3 separate regions of the Mus musculus genome follow, and all the other regions are linked to region 2. The links are chromatin contacts, called in public HiChIP or PLAC-seq and promoter capture Hi-C maps. All regions are on one chromosome and are shown on one strand. Each heading gives the region's core, a stretch centred on a gene start, on an enhancer-like site or on the middle of the called end of the contact. The rest is flanking DNA. Distances are from core to core; before and after follow the strand shown. Region 1 overlaps Tmem131l (transmembrane 131 like). Region 2 overlaps Trim2 (tripartite motif-containing 2). Region 3 overlaps Tmem131l (transmembrane 131 like).

Region 1 (3,280 bases), core at 396-2,895, 250 kb before region 2:
TTCATCTTTTTTGGAATGAGTAATAAATACACATGTGAACACAGCTGTTATAACAGCAAATGGCATAGTCTGCATCTCATACATCAGACAGCATGTATCTCCTGCAAGTGTTCTTCAAAAGCTAGACTGCCAAAATAGGCTATTTCTAGTAAGTAGGATACACATTTCCAAAGAATTCTCCTCCAAGTTGTCAAACATCCAGAAACAACCAGCTATTGGCTACTAAGAATACGAAAGAAACAGCATGATCTGGTCAACTGAGCTTCTGCAACTCAGTAACTCTGGAGCAAGACTCGGACTTCAAACCCTTCGTGAACATTTATTTTAGGCAGTCAAGTCCATTCCATCTGTGCAAAATGCCAAGAAAAATGATTCCCAAGGAGACTCAGAGAGCTGTGGTTACTTAGCCTCCCTGAAGTGGTGCAGGCAGGGCAGCTGCAGACTGAGAAGCAGTGCCTGCTGCAATCGACCCCAAGCAGAGGCTGCCTTGAGTCTCTGAAAGAACCAAATAATGACTCAGGGAAACCTGGCCATGCTGCAAGAAAGTTTGTAGCTTCAGTTTTATGGATGAGGCAGGACCCAGTGCACACTCGACTGAGCTAGTCCCACAACAGAAACTGTAAAGCCCCACCTCACCTGAGGTGTCAGACTCATCAGTAGCTACATAGACAATAGAGAGGTGATCTAGCAGGGCTTGAGTGTTCTCTTCAGGTTGCTTGGAGGAGTTTTCCACTGCTACAATGATGTTCATCTCCAAGTGTAGCGCATCATCAGATCCCAGAGAGCAACTCTGAAATGGGAGGCGTGGGGAAAGGAGAAAAACTCAAAAACAAAACAAAACAGAACAAAACAAAAATCATCTGAGCTCTAAGACTGCATATTGCTGGAGAAAAGAAAACAGTCGAGGCAAGAGCCTATTGAGGATGAGAATACACTGCAGTTTTCATTTTGATTTTTAAGAGGCAGGAAAGAAAACTGAGATCTGCTAAATATTGTTATACCTTCAATTGCTGACACACTTTATTATGTAAACTGCATTCCAGTTGCACCCGCAGCAGGCTGGTATTAGTGGTCTCTGCCTAAAAGATAGAAGGAAGGAAACTTAGGTGGAGGCCCCAAGCATCATCCAGTCCTAAGAGCGAGTCATTCATACAGTGAGTTCCAAACAGCTACTGACTGCTGCATGCTATGCTGTACTGGAAATATATTCTGTTGTCAGTAGGCGTACACTCTCAAGGAAGGAATGAAAGTTCCTAGTAAGGCAGGAAGCAAGAGTATGTATATCCCATGTATACTGTCTTGGGTGTGTTTAGTATTTGGTTAAAAACAAAGAACTACACTTTTATTTTAAAGTGGGGTTACCCATTAATAACCTATTGACTATTTTTTGCTTTTTTTAAAGGTGTGTGTGTGTGTGTGTGTGTACTAGTGTCTGAGAAGGTCAGAAGAGGGCAATAGATTCTTTGAAACTGGAGTTACAGGCCATTGTGGGCCTCCGTGCAAGAGTGCTGGAAACCAAAATGAGGTACTCTGCAAGAGCAACAAGTATTCTTAGCCATCAAGCCATCTCTCCAGTGTTGCAAGAAATATTAAAAGGAACAGCAAGTTCCTATGCTACACCCTGCTACTCTTAGCCCCAGCAGTCACGCTCTGACTCAGAGCTCCAAAATCTCTCCACCCTGCTTGCTAGGTTCTCACTGGCCAGTCACTAACATGCCAGCCCCATGCTTCAAATCCCCCACGGCCTTTGTGTTGCACATCAGGCAAACCCACACTTTGCCAGCCATACCTTTCTCTCTTGAACCAAGAAAAACTGCTGTGTGAAGCAAAACACCATACAAACTTAATTCAGGAACAATCGTAACTTAATAGCTGGGTGCAACAATGAAATCCTAATCTCATAAGCCTTGTTTTAAATCCAAATCCAGGTGTCAAATCCTGACTGATCTGCCATTGAAACCAGGAGACACTTGTAGCTACATTTTGTTCAAGCTATCCCCATCCAAAAAGAACTAACTCTCTCCTGTTTCTCTCTTCCTCTGTCCAACCCAGAAGTCCCTCCTACTCGCTCAGTGATTGGCTCCTTTATTCAGTAGGGGGTTGGTTCACAAGAAGTCACCTGAGTATATGACTCACTCCTTGTCTGCAACCCCTCCTAGGAGAACAGAATTAGCATCAAAATACAAACAGCACCAGGCCCATTCACAACACTCCAGCCCCAGCCTGGTTTGATTTTTGAAACCAGGTCTCACAGTACAGCCGAGTGTCCATAAGATCATCCTGCCTCATAGGCCTAAATGCTAAGATTACAAGTATGCACTATTATACCCAATCAACTTCCTGGATTGTTTGCTTGCTTGTTTTGCTTTTCAATGTATACCTTCTTTCAATTCAATGACCACTAGAAGCCATGACGTGGACTCTGACAGAAACTTCAAAAACAGATGTCCAAATGTCAACTGCCTGCCATTTTTAACACATGAAAGGGCTATGGATGGAAGACAGAAGTATAAGGAAAGAATGCAGGACTCTGTCAAGTTCAAAGATCTCAGCCATCTTTCATAGAACTTCAAGGAGAAGACGAGAACAACCCAATCAAGGAGGGATACCATCGTCCAGGTTGGGGTGGGGCTGCATACATAAGAGGAGACAGTGAAGTTAGCACAGCACACAAATCTCAGAAACATGGCCTTTGGCAGATTCTCCTGCACAAGGTCTCTGTCACAGTCATTACAAAAGAAACATATTCAGCCCAGGAGCCAGAGTCTGAGCACTGGGAAAGCTTGCTTAACTATGTATGAGTACCTGATGCCAGGCGAGCCACGGCTAAGCAGAATCACTTCCCTAAACCTAAGGATGCATTTTAGGGATCAGGCTATGACTCAAAGGGAAAGCAGAGGATTTTTGATATTTAGGGACCTGGACCCACTGATTCATCCCTCAGTACTAAAATGAATTACTTTGGTTCTCATTCATACCAACTGAAGTGCAGAAAAAAATAATAAAGTATATTACATGTTTAAGTATAGTACAAAGTATTCAAGATGCCTTGAGCATATACGTGAAATCCAACAAAGACTTACAAAATTACTGCTAGTAAATAATATTCTACTCTGTCTAAAGCAGAGCAGTGCTATGAGGTTGCCAGGGCAGCCTGCTGGCTACATCTGCCCCACTGATCTTCAAGGGCCATTGTGATCTGGCTGGTGAATGGTTAAGGAGTCTGTTCTCCCTCCGTGCGCCCTCCTGAAGCTGCGCATGCGATACACAGTAGCACTGT
Region 2 (3,560 bases), core at 151-2,650:
TACTTTTAGGTCGCTTCCTCTTGGGAAGCCAAGCAGTGAAAACAAACATAGGTAAAAAGCGCCAGGTAATAAATCAGAGGGAGGGGCAACCACATTCCGGTCTCTGAGCCCAGGCTACACCTCTGGGCTTCATCCCCAGCCCCGCCCAAACCCATTTCCTTCTCCACCCAGAGGTCTTAGGCACTGTTTTCCAGCTCTGCACAGCTGGCTGACCACACAGCTTGCCCTGTGGACTGACCCCCACAGATCTCCCACTCCTTGCAGGAGTGGAGGCAGAGAGGTATCTGAATTCCGTTTGTGGGACTGCCACCGCCCAAGCCCCACAGATTTCACAGAAATACAAGAATTTGCCAGACGCAAGGCTCTTTGCATTTGGGTTAGACAGGAGTCCTCCAAAGACACACCCACCAAAGTGAGAATCTTTTTTAAAAAATTGTCGTTGTACTGTTGGTTTTTCTCCCGCCCCTGCCCCCCCCCCTTCTTGTTTCAGCTTCTCACTGGCTGCATTTATCAGGAAAAGGGGGGAGGGGAGGAGGAAAGAAAGGAGGAAACGGAAGAAGAAACATTTGGGAAGAGCCTACAGAAACTAGCCCAACAAAATAACCAGAAGCTCCCCACCTGCTCGTAAATGCAGGATTCCGATTGGCAGGAGCGCTTGCCAGGTAGCCCCTTAGCCACCGAGTCAGGGGACAGCGCCCACTCCTTACCGACTCGGAAGATCAGGTCGTCCTCGATGGGGTTCTCTTTTCGCTTGCCGGTGCTGTACATGCTGGCAGGTCTCTTCACAGCCTTCTGCTTGACGTGCCCGCTCCCCGGGGACTTGACTCGTCGCTTCACGCCCTCGGTGGTGGGGGACACGTCGGCAGAGCGGATGACCTTGAGCTTAAACGGGCTGCCTCGGATATGCTGGTCGTAGAGCCTGAGGGACAGGGTGAAGTCCCCCTCCTTCTGCACAGTATACAAGAACTCGTAGGTGCCGTTCTTGTTGTCCAGGATCTCTCCGTCGGCCACGCTGCCGTCCGGGGTGCTGAGCTCAGCGGTGAGGTATGCGTTGCCTGTCTTGCACAGCTCTCCGTCTTTGTCCTTGGTGGTTATAGTAACGGACATGGGCTGCCCGATGATGGTCTGCCGCAGCCCCTCCCCCGTGGCCACCGTCTCAGAGGCGACCGCGTTAGTGGTGAGGATGGTCCCCAGGTTGTGGATAGACTTCTTCAGTCCCTCCGTTTCCACGATAAAATCCAGCTGGTCGTTCTCGCGCGGGTGCAGTGGGAAGTCCTGGTCCGCCAGTTCGTTCAGCTTCTCGCTCATCTGCTTCTTCACCAGCAGCACCTCCGTCTCCGTGCCATGGTTGAGGGCCTGAGCCGTGAAGTTGCTGCAGCTCTTAATGCTTTCCTGGCCTTGGAGCAGGGTATCCAGCTGCGACTGCAGCACCTGCCGGGGACACAGAGGCAACGAGCGCTTCCTACAGGACACCGTGCAGCCTGCAGGACACTTGGCTAGGAGCTGGGGCAGAGCCCTCCTCCCAAAAGAACCAACCTCTACGCCCGCCCACTCAGGTGGCTCGGAACCATCTGCATTCCATTTAACCCAGTGAACCCATGCAGAACGCTAAGTTGCATTTCCAGTATCATCTGGAGATTTCCCTTCCGCCTCACCCTGCCTCTCACCCACACGTGCATTTCTTAGGTCATCTGTTTACCTGGGGCTAAGAGAAGAAAGGACGCTACCAACAGCAAACAAATTGTCTGCTTGATGCGAATTAGTCATTACCCAGTGGCCTTTCCCTAGCGTTTAGAGCTGCCAGTCACGACCTCAGGGAACAAAACCCAACCATTTGAGAAGTCTCTACACCTGAATACCCGAAGCTCTCCACCCTGGCTTGGTGAACAGACTTGCAGAGCCAAACAAAGGCGGCAGTCAGGTTCGCTTTGAAGTTGAGGAACAGGTTGGTGTGGGTGAGAGAGAGAGCAGTGAAGAGGCTCCTCCACCCTATAATTAAGGAAGGAAAACATTCCAGGCGACCTTAAGCCCTGAAAGCATTTCTATATGCAACCTCTCCTTAGGGAGAACTATAAGTTGCGACAGAAAGTTCACGGAATCCGAGTTTGGTTGAATATCTACTAAATGTAAAGGGCACTGTTGGTCCCCAGGAAGTACAGTGGTGTAGGTCCATTCCTGCTACCGCCACTGTTAGAACGCAGTAAGCAGGCGCTGGGAGTGCAGTCACCCCCACTCCCCCCCCCCCCAAGAAGCCTGCAGGACTGCAGAGCCTTACTTTGTGTTTGAGACCATAGTTGACCTCCAACTCCATGAGCAGCACGCTCTTGCGAACATTTAAAGTCTTCTGCAGCTCATCAAAGGTGGAGTGGATGTCATCCACAATGCTGGCCTTTTGGTTGGTTAACTGATGGATGATTTCTGAGATGAACTGAAGAGCAGAATCTATTTCTGGGAGTCTGAGAGACAGGAGAGTTGTTAGTGGTCATTATTTAACTTCTACCTAGGAATACTCCAAAGCCTGCCTATACCTTCAGTCTCTAAATGCAAGCGCTTTTTACTATGCTGCTTGCATCACCTTTAAAAGGAAACATGAAGGAACAAGTGAGTCCTTCAGGGTCACCTCTATTTAAATCTCCCTTCAACCATCTGGGTTAACTATTGATGGTGCAAAGGTCTTGGCGGAACGGTTATGGCCAGATAGTCCTTGTAGCAGAGGATGCCCTGTGCATATAGGATGCTTAACAGAGTTCCCTCCTCTACTCCACATCTATAGCATATTCCTACACTGTTGCTAAGACACCTAAAATGGGTTTAGGTATCACCAAATGTGTGTGTGTGTGTACAGAATTGCCCATGGTAGAGAACCGCTATATTCTAAGTGTCTAGCTATATCTTTTTTTTTTTCTTCCAACAACATAAACTTTGAAGAATTCAGAGTACCTGGAGAACTCTTGTAAGTTTTCAAGTTCCTTCAGGTAACATTGAACAACTATGCTTTTCTCCCTAGGACTGTTGACAGTAGGACTATTGGCTATTTTGTTTTACAGCAGGTTGTTAACCTCCTTTTTAGTTTCTCTCATATAGGACATGACTACTATATTCATTTGTGTCCATACCAAAAGGGGAAAAAACAAAAACCAACCCTCAAGACAAACAGAGGAGGAAATTTGAGCAACCGCTGCTCAGCACCATTGTGCAGGGCTCAGGCTGAGAGTAGCTGTCCCAGCTACCACCACAGGCAGAGAAGTATGTCAGCAGCTCTGATTTCAGGCAGGAATTTCTGGGATCACATGATCAAGAAGAACATAGGATTTAGTTATGCATACAGGCTAGCATGACCGTAGCTACCATCTCAGAGACGCTGGATGTCAGGCCAGGCCTCCCATGGGATGGGGAGTCTGGAGGGGCACGGTACCTTTTGTTGACTGCGTCCAGCTGGACCTGGAGCGAGGCCTTGTGCTGCTCCACCACATCCTTCAGCGGGACTGTGGGGTGCTCCGCGTGCTCCCCCTCCGTGCACTCCCGACACATGGCGGTCTCACAGGACTGGCAGTAAAATT
Region 3 (3,531 bases), core at 230-2,729, 220 kb before region 2:
AACACTGTGTGTGTGTATGTATGTGTATATATATATATATATATATATATATATATCATCATGTAAGATCCACTGAGGCCAGAGGCTGGAGAGGGCTCCATGGTTATTAGTTTATGTTGCTCTTGCAGGGATGGGAGCTTAGTTCTCAGCACTCATATTGAACAGTTCACAACTGCCAGTAACCCCAGCCCCAGGGGAGCCAGTGTCCTCTTCCGGTTTCTGTCAGCATCAGCAGTCATGTGGACATAACTACAACTCAACACATACGCATATAATTAAAAATAAATATGTTAAAAAGATATGCTGAAGATAAATACAAATAAGATGAATTTAGTTATAAATTTAAAAAAAAAATACTTACTGTATTCCAAAATCTAGAACTGACGGCTGAAAATGTAAGCCTTTTCCAATGAACAGTTTATCTGAGAAGCTAAAAGACAAAAGGAAAAAAAAGAGAGAGAGACATTAATTGCTTAGGTTTAAATTTGAATTTTGCAATCATATGCTCAGTACAATGACTCTAAATTCATGCTATCTAATTTTACTCACTTATAGATAAATTTGAACTAGAGTTCTAGAAATTTACAACCGTCTAGCTTACAGTTAATATAACATTTATCAAATGGACAGATCTTGCCAACAGATGACGACACAAACGAAGCCCTACTTAATGACTAGTAGGCTTCTTTCTGCATGAAGTCAGGTAACAGGCCTATCTTCACATACCCAAAACAAAGAAAAACACATCTGTAAAGCAGGTTTGAGGAAACTCTGGCCCCTGAATTCTTTAGGCCAATGGTTAATATGTGTACTGGCTGGTTTTGTGTGTCAACTTGACAAAGGCTGGAGTTATCACAAAGAAAGGAGTTTCAAGTGAGGAAATGCCTCCATGAGATCCATCTGTAAGGCATTTTCTCAATTAGTGATCAAGGGGGGGAGCGCCTCTTGTGGGTGGTGCCATCCCTGGGTTGATAGACTTGGGTTCTATAAAAAAGCAGGCTGAGCAAGCCAGGTGAGGCAAGCCAGTTAAGTAACATCCCTCCATGGCTTCTGCATCAGCTCCTGCTTCCTGACCTGCTTGAGTTCCAATCCTGACCTCCTTTGGTGATGAACATCAATGTGGAAGTGTAAGCTAATTAACTCTTTCATCCCCAACTTGCTTCTTGGTCATGTTTGTGCAGGAATTGAACCCCTGACTAAGACACCAGGGAAAGGCCTGTGTGTCACAGGCTGCTGGAGGTAGGCATAATTTTCAACCAGGTCTGGATTCATTTAGTTCATTTAGTTTTGTTTGTTTCTGAGATAAAGGCTCACTCTGTAGGCCAGGCTAGGCACTATGTACCTTAGGCTGGTCTCAAACTCATAGGCCTCTCTTGTCTCAGCTCCTGAGTGCTGGGTTTGCAGACAGGAACCATCATCATTCGTGGTATAAGAACCACATAAACTCTCACATGGCAAGTCACATTCTCAGCACCTGAGTGCTCGCTGTGATCTCACTTCCCTTACAAGTCACAGGGCTGGAGAGACAGCTCAGAAGACAGTGGTGTTTGCTGTCCCCGCAGAAGACCCAGGCAGGTTCAGTTCCCAGCACCTACACAGGACTCACGACCATCTGTAGCTCCAGTGCCAGGGAAATGTGACTGCTCTTCTGACTTCTTAGGGAACCAGGTATGCACATGCTACACATAAATGCATACAACCATAAAACACTAATACACATAAAACCAAATAAACATTTTTAAAAAGTCAAGAGTCATAGATCAATTCAGTAGAAAAACAAATCAAGCACATGTAAGTGAAAAATATAATAAAGCTATAACAAGAGATATAAACATTTAGATGGATTAATTAGATAGACAGACAGACAGACAGACAGACAGAGGTATGACTATTTGAAAGTTTACATAGCACAGAGATGTTTACTGGAAGAAACTCCCTAAGTGAGCATACTTTATTTAGAGACTCAGAATAGTTCTCCATAACAAAAGCTTACCATTTTCCCTCCCCTCAAAGCTCTCAGGAAGCTGGTCCCACTTTTGTCACCTGGACTTTAAGTCTGCCAGCTAGAAAGTAAGGTGACCTTTAGAAGATCTTTCTCAGAGGTTTGCTGTTTCCTGAAAGCACAGTCTATGGAGGGGTGGGAGAACCACCCCATTCCTTACAACTCCAGCTACAATCTTTTCAAACTCCCTTCCTCCAAAAAGCATCTGCTCAGAGCTACCTGAGTCTCTGTCCTATCTCCAATACCAGCTGGGTTAAAAATCAAAGTGGCACTTTGGTCTCTTGTCAACTTTTCCACCCAATAGAGACTAGATCCCTTCAGACTCTAGAGCCCAGCACTACAGCTCGCTTGTAAATAAGACCACTAGCTGCCTCAGAACAGAAGTGACAACCTCAGAGGTGCACCATGGGCACACACACTACAGAAACTGGTCAGGGCTTAGCATTCCAGGAGAACCCCAAGCAACCTTAGAGAGGCCACAGAAATGTGCTGTATTAATAACACGCAACAGAAGCTAAGAGCAGCTCCTTCCCGTCCAGTGCCAGAGCCAGAAGTTGAACATTGGGTTTTGCACATGGTTTCCAAGTGGGCAGACAAAGCCTGGAGGATTTCCTCAACTTACAAGGTCACAAAGCACAAAGAGGCAAATCTCTAACTCAGACCTGGGGCCGCTGGAAGGGAGAACACTATCTGGGAACCAACTAGGCCTAGCCTGTTGTGTGACAGCCTGAGCTGCAGGTCTCACAAGCCTGGTTCCACACCCACGGCCATTGCTTTCCTGGTCTGAGCCGGTCAGTAGCTTCATTTGTTAGTGTCTGCCTTATCGTCTAAAAAAGAAAATGCAGGGACAGCAGTATGTAGCTTACAGTTGTTGTGGAGCTAAAGTGAGAGGACATGGCCTTTGCTTCATGCCTGCCCATGATTTATATAATAACCATAGGATCATGTTACAAAGAGGATGGCATTCATCTAATAAAAAAGGAAGGAGACAAATGCAGAGGCCACTGGGGCTCAGTGCCCATGCTGGCCTCTGGACTGAGAGATCCCAATGCAGTCATAGTGACAGTCTATGAATAGAACAAATGAAACACAGACTGGACTATCTCCCACGTAACAGATTTTCAAATTCCACAGTCACAAACCTCATGTGCTCAACAAAAATCAGGCACCTGGGGGTCAATTTAAAGTAATATAGCAGAAACACCCCAAATTTCTCTAACTTTAAAAAGAAAAACAAAATCCCATCAGTGATTTCCACCCCCCTGAAATCACAGATGATTCTTTTTCCTTGTTAACAGATTTTATGTCACCTGCCTAAAAACTTTGGACAGCAGCATATCAAGGCATGTGGAAGCTTAACGTTAAGTAAGTTAAAGTAACAGGCCTGAGAGGTCGAAGCCGAGGGAGCCCATGGAGCTGGAGAGTCTTCCCACGCATGCGCTCAGAAAGGGGGCTGAGGATTAGCAGCACGGCTCCCTCCCCAAGACAAGCCCTCCAAACCACAACTTAACTTCTCACTTCTCGGAAAC

The links. HiChIP or PLAC-seq counts read pairs in DNA pulled down with a chosen protein or histone mark. Capture Hi-C pulls out chosen DNA fragments and counts their contacts.
Region 1: a promoter capture Hi-C map of adipose tissue shows a contact between it and region 2. The contact joins two enhancer-like sites. A contact is called at or near these places in 1 of 15 datasets of contacts at CTCF or cohesin (the NIH/3T3 cell line), 4 of 484 Hi-C or Micro-C datasets (the 3T3-L1 cell line, the F1.1 cell line, the G1E-ER4 cell line and 1 more), 2 of 115 datasets of contacts at active chromatin or transcription factors (both in embryonic stem cells) and 3 of 9 other capture datasets (adipose tissue, liver and pancreatic islet).
Region 3: an H3K27ac HiChIP or PLAC-seq map of embryonic stem cells shows a contact between it and region 2, with 5 read pairs. The contact joins two enhancer-like sites. A contact is called at or near these places in 1 of 15 datasets of contacts at CTCF or cohesin (the NIH/3T3 cell line), 1 of 115 datasets of contacts at active chromatin or transcription factors (embryonic stem cells) and 3 of 9 other capture datasets (adipose tissue, liver and pancreatic islet).

What each region holds. Positions count from the first base shown.
Region 1 is chr3:83,941,751-83,945,030 of GRCm38.p6, forward strand. It overlaps Tmem131l (transmembrane 131 like), which reads right to left. Exons shown (of 35, transcript NM_172681.4): 8 at 1,002-1,079; 9 at 637-790. Among named protein-coding and RNA genes, the nearest start is that of Tmem131l, 97 kb to the right of the region's middle. Within about 2 kb of position 1,646, at least 47 of the 459 cell types and tissues checked have an H3K27ac peak or open chromatin away from gene starts, as enhancers often do. A contact at or near this core is called in adipose tissue and embryonic stem cells, where this site is marked.
Region 2 is chr3:84,189,806-84,193,365 of GRCm38.p6, forward strand. Trim2 (tripartite motif-containing 2) reads right to left here. Exons shown (of 12, transcript NM_001271727.1): 4 at 3,416-3,560; 5 at 2,276-2,456; 6 at 708-1,431. Among named protein-coding and RNA genes, the nearest start is that of Mnd1, 36 kb to the left of the region's middle. Within about 2 kb of position 1,401, at least 91 of the 459 cell types and tissues checked have an H3K27ac peak or open chromatin away from gene starts, as enhancers often do. A contact at or near this core is called in adipose tissue and embryonic stem cells, where this site is marked.
Region 3 is chr3:83,967,797-83,971,327 of GRCm38.p6, forward strand. It overlaps Tmem131l (transmembrane 131 like), which reads right to left. Exons shown (of 35, transcript NM_172681.4): 4 at 362-430. Among named protein-coding and RNA genes, the nearest start is that of Tmem131l, 71 kb to the right of the region's middle. Within about 2 kb of position 1,480, at least 26 of the 459 cell types and tissues checked have an H3K27ac peak or open chromatin away from gene starts, as enhancers often do. A contact at or near this core is called in embryonic stem cells, where this site is marked.